2 separate regions of the Mus musculus genome follow, and region 2 is linked to region 1. Evidence: chromatin contacts called from public Micro-C data. All regions are on one chromosome and are shown on one strand. The core of a region is the stretch at or near the end of the contact, and the rest is flanking DNA. Distances in the headings are between cores, read along the strand shown.

Region 1 (2,742 bases), core at 179-2,678:
CACTCCAGAAGAGGGGGTCAGATCTTGTTACGGATGGTTGTGAGCCACCATGTGGTTGCTGGGATTTGAACTCTGGACCTTCGGAAGAGCAGTCGGGTGCTCTAACCCACTGAGCCATCTCACCAGCCCGAGCAATGGTTCTTAATCAGCGGGTTGTGACCCTTTGGGTGGGGGTGGGGCACAAATGACCCTTTCACAGGTGTTGCCTAAGACCATCAAAAAAAAACCCACAGATGTTTACATTATAATTCATAACAGTAGCAAAATTACAGTTATGAAGTAGCAATGAAAATAATTTTATTTGTTGGGACATCACCACAATATGAATTGTATTAAAGGGTCATGGTATTAGGAAGGTTGAGAACTACTGTTCTAGACACAGGGAGTTTGGACCACACAGACACACACAGAGTAGACATTGTGTAGACCCAGGGAGTAGACAGTTATCTGTAAGCCAAGTAGAGAGGCCTACACAGATTCTCTGGAAATGGAGCTAGGGACCCCACTGACACCTGACTGTGAACTAACTCCCAGTCTATAGAGACACGAAAGAAGACCTTCCTACACTCTAAAGTGACTTATCCTAGTGCTTGGCTGTGACAGCTCTAGCAAAAAGAAACAGTGGCCAGGAGCCCCACGGATTTAAAGAATACTCTTGTCTTTAAATTATCCATATTTTCATTTTATTATATTTAATCCTACTCCCCTAAGCAGGATAGGTCACAGACAGCATAAGGGAGGCCTGGAGCACTGGGTGTTTGTTGCTACTATGTTACACTTGCTGACGCTTCTCGGCCTTTTGGCTAAGATCAAGTGTTACCCTTGCTGTCTCAACTGCAGAAGTGGCATTTTCTATGCTGGATTAAAGGGTCAAGAGGAGGCTTTCCCAGAGACTAAAGTGGGTGAGAAGCGCATGCTGGAGTCTGAGAGATGAGCCTCTCTCCTCTCTGTTTTGCACGATTCTAACTGCAGCCTCCAGGCCAACCTGAGACGGCAGATGCTAGGCCTGTGGTATGAGATGCCTTTGATGCCCAAAGACTCTGCTACCTGATGAGCTGAGATGCATTATGCTGGAAGAATGTGGTCAAGTGCACCAAGAGGAAACAGGTTATTGAGCCCCATACTCACTCTTCATTAGGTTTCAATAGAGCCTTCAGTCACTCCCCCAGACCCATGGGCAGAGCTGCCTTTTCACCAGTAGGTGGCAGCAGAGGGTTTGTGGAAAGGAGGGACACCGATCAGTGAGTTTGTGGCTGTCAATCATAGGGGCTTGCTTTCAGAATCAGAGGAAAAGTGATTCCGACTACCAGTAAACATATGAAGCCCAGAGAGGTTGCAAGCACAGGTAGCGATCTGTCCTCACATCCGCTCTGGGAGCAAGGCACTGTGGGTATGTTGTGTTCAGACCCAGGGCCTCTAGGAGGTGACACATTTCTGTTGCTTAAGCCACACAGTTTGTGATAATTTCTTACAGCAGGAGAGTAATACAGGCCAACAAACAAAGGAAAGCCAGGCCTTCAGGCTCCTCCCCTGGACCCCTTCTCATGTACTGTCAGACTTGGTCAGCTTTGTTTATATTTTTAAATTTTATTTTATTATTTTATATGCATACGTATTTGTCTGCATGTGTATCTGTGCATGTTTGGTGCCTGGAGAGGCCAGAAGAGGGCACTAGATCCCCTAGACCTGGAGTAACCTAGACCTGGGAATCCAGCTCCCTCGGGAGAGGCAGTGGGAATGCCAGAGTTTCCAATCAACACCCCCTGGGGCAGCCGGTACTGGCTTAAGCAGGTAAAGATTAGAGACCCTTACTGATGCGGTGTGGCCGGGGAGGCATCATTCACCTCCAAGCCTAAGGATTCAAGTTCAGAAACTCAGCTTCTTTTTGCCAAAGCCCCTGCTTTGAGTTTTCTAAGACCCCTGTGACCTAATTTGTTGAGCGTTTGTCTTGGTATTTTCTCAGGCTTTCCTCCCACACCATGGCGTGGCAGCTGTTTATTCAACCACGCTCACTTCTTTGCCACCCTTCTTCCCATGATCAAAGGGTAGCATTAACAACCCCAAACACACCGAATAATCAAGCTGTCCAAGGGCTGACAGTAGGTCAGCACACTAATCTCCAATACTAGTATGGCAGAGAATTGGGGGTGGGGTGGGGTTTAACTGTTTCTTTTCCTTACATGCAGTTATTTTTGCACTTCAAACAGCCATTTTGCAGAAGCACTTTCACAGATAAAGGGCGTGTTATTGAGAGGATGCTAATGTGGCCAGTGTAAAGGCAATGGGATTGAGTAACAGAAGGAGAGAAGTCGCTGTTGGGTGGCAGCCATCCTTTAGATTTCTCTGTTAATAAGAATGCAATTCCTTCACCTCTCACTGACAACCCGTTCCCTGGGAGCCACGAAAGGGCACTCTCTCCCACTCCATTTCCCAGTGGGAATGGCTTTTTGTTGGTTCCCCTCCCCAGGCAGGCTGCCTTAGCATCCCAGGGTGACAGGCAGCATCGGGGGCTGATATCCACGCGACCATCCCGCTAGGAGAACGGCAGAAGCTCGCATTTCCCATCAGTGCGGCCCACTCAGTTCTGTTGTTTGCTTTTCAATACCCCAATCTGTGGCTCATCAGCTCAGCATTCAACAGGAAACATCTTTGGTCACACTGGATAAAGCCATCTTAAAAAACCATCTCCCTTGGATTTGAATATTTGCAAATGAGCCAGGAAGCCGAGGGGTGTACAGTGTG
Region 2 (2,742 bases), core at 94-2,593, 400 kb after region 1:
CCTTGTCCCTTCAAGCCAGCCCTTCCTGAGGTCAACCTGGACTGGTGACACTGCTTATCTTGGGGAGAGTTAACAGGCTCTCTGTACAGTTGTTCTCCCAGAGCCTGTTTTGCACAGCTGATGTCCCTGTCTGTATCGCCTAGAGGATGCTGCTTTCTAACAGGGCTAGTCAGCTGGAAGAGATCTGGAGACAAAAGGGGTCAGAATTAGGCTTCACTTCCTGCTAGTCTGGAATTGTAGCACTAGAGGATAAGACCTAGGAAGATGGGTTGGTTTTAAGTAATTCTGTGCCAGACTGGAAGGTACTCTGGGTACACCAGGGCAGTTTTCAGAGGTGGCAGAGCATCTCCATGTTTTTTGTACCTGCAGTCCAACACCATAGCACCAGAGGATGGGAAGGGAACCCACAGCCAAGGAGTCTTCCCTGCAGTGCAAAGCCATCAGTGGGGTTCCTGGAGGGCCACTATGCACTTTATGTGTCCTCAGTCACAGGAGCATGGTTCTTCTCACGTTCTGTGCCTTTAAGACTCAGCTGTCATACAAACCCTTAGTGTTTTAAATAATTGCTCTTCTCCTTGTAATGCGAGTTGTGCTAGACTGTCTACCAACAAATTTAGCAAGACTTCCGTGTCTTGGAAAAACATCAAATTAGAAGTTTCTTCACCTCATCCAGGGCTTATTTTGAGTCTCGCAGCTTAGCTAAGATAGCATGCAAAGAAAACAAGCTCACTTGTGGATTGACACTGAGGTAAGGTTTCTATGGAGATGCAAAGTGAAACTGGTCTTCCTGTTTTCCTTTCTGTGAATTGACCTGGAAAGCAGAAATAAATCTTCCGAGGGCCTCGGAGACAACTTTTTTTCTTGGGTTGTTTTCTGTGCTCTTGGTAATTTTCCAGCTGTAGGAAGAAACAGCGGAGGCTAAGGAGCCCTCGGAAGTACATGATAGTTGGGTTGGCATTTGAGGATTTATCTGGAAGGAAGGCCAAGCCTGCTAAGCAGAGGGAGAAATAAGGATCTCAAAGGCCAGCCACTAAAGGCTTCTCTGACTTTTAAGTACATGTGAGTCACCTGCAAGCTTATGACAGTGCAGATCTGTTCAGTGGATCTGAGAGGAGGCATGAGTCTGCAATTCTAAGCAGCGCCTGTTGCCTCCAACCAAGAATCCTTTGGGTTGGGAAATTTCCAAGTAGTTTGATAAACAATAATTATACTTGTTTTATAATTCCTTATCATTTTTTCCTAGCTAAAAGTGAATTTTCAATAACTGCAAATCCCTGAGCCCTGTCAATATGACTTAGACAATGTTAACACAAGCGGAAGTGAACAGCTTGAGTCGCTGAAACAAACACCCACAGACTGAAGAACAGCAGGACACGTCCAGCTGCAGGATCTCAGGACTGCATCATCAAAGTGTCTCAGCATTTTGGGAACACCACACTGGCCATCCTGACCCTAGGTTATGCTTAAGAGCAAAGGATAGACATTGAGGACAGACTCATTGCTTGTGGTGGATCCTGAATTTGGAAGTGAGTATGGGAGTTACCATTTAAGGCATCTGTCCCTCACAATCCTGCAAGGGAAGTTTGTTCACACCAGTGTAGCTTGGGCAGCTGGAGAAGTGCCCGTCCGTGTTCTAACAGTTTGACACAGACGGCAACTAGACTTTTCTTTCTCCATTTCATTTAATCCTTTTTTTCTGGCGTAGGTAAAATATTTTTCCTCTAAAAATCATGTCAAAGCTACTGCTTAAAAAGAAGGAAGAAAGGAAGAAAGGGAGAAGGGGGACAAGGAGGAGGAGGAGGCATAGGAAAAAGAGGAGGAGGAGGAAACTTTCCAATAGGAAACAAAATACCTGAAAATTTAGACTTCAAAAAACATTTTAAAGCATTTCCCTGTTTGGTTATAATCAAAAGCTAAGATGTTTAATCTCATTAGGCCAATTTTGCAGATTTTGAAAAATCTTGAAATTTATCCAGATTCACAAACACACATAAGTACTAGTGTAATTTTGCTTTTTAAAAATATTTCACTTATTTTTATTTTATGTGTATTAGTATTTGTCTAAGCATATGTCTATATACCACATACATGCAGTACCTACAGAGACCAGAAGAGGGTTCTTGGATCCCCTGGGACTAGAGTCACAGACAGCTGTGAATTGTCATATAGATGCTTAGAATTGAATCCAGGTCACCTGGAAGAGCAGCCAGTGCCCTTACCCACAGATCCCTCTTCCCAGCCCTGTAATTTTACCTTTTATAAGATAAAATCTTCAGACAAAGACATTTGGATCTATGCATCACTAATGTCACAGGAACCTGTGCAGCTGTCACGTTCAGAAGGCTCACATGATGCAGTCCCTGATCTGAACCTGGCCTCTACTCAGGCTGGGTATAGCCTATGAACTAAACATGATTTTATGCTATTAACTGATTTTTAAAAAATTATCCAAAGACATCCTGACATGATAAAATTTGAAATCCAAGTTTTGGTCTCCACAAACGTGATTCTCTTGGGATCCCAGCCTCTCTGTGTTGCTCATATAGACCTGGTCTGGAAATCAGCAATTCAGTTTTCAGGTCAGCAGTAGCAGCTTGATCCACTCACAAACACTTCACAGATACACCAGCAGTCCGTTTAGGGAGAGTCAGAATAGCAAACACGAATCAGCAGCAGTGGCACTGCCTACCAGAGACAGCCAGGCCTCAGCCTTGGCTCCAGTCACCAGGAGGTACCCGGAGG

What was found. A called contact is a pair of places that touch in the nucleus more often than the background predicts.
Region 2: a Micro-C map of the HL-1 cell line shows a contact between it and region 1, with 5 times the contacts expected there. A contact is called at or near these places in 59 of 484 Hi-C or Micro-C datasets (the 63-12 cell line, the AML12 cell line, B cells and 28 more), 11 of 130 datasets of targeted methods (the NIH/3T3 cell line, astrocytes, embryonic basal ganglia and 5 more) and 1 of 9 other capture datasets (embryonic stem cells).

The regions. Positions count from the first base shown.
Region 1 is chr19:24,299,888-24,302,629 of GRCm38.p6, forward strand. The region is part of intron 14 of Pip5k1b (phosphatidylinositol-4-phosphate 5-kinase, type 1 beta); the gene reads right to left. Among named protein-coding and RNA genes, the nearest start is that of Fxn, 21 kb to the left of the region's middle.
Region 2 is chr19:24,697,993-24,700,734 of GRCm38.p6, forward strand. All of the region lies in intron 10 of Pgm5 (phosphoglucomutase 5), which reads right to left. Among named protein-coding and RNA genes, the nearest start is that of Gm38581, 7.9 kb to the right of the region's middle.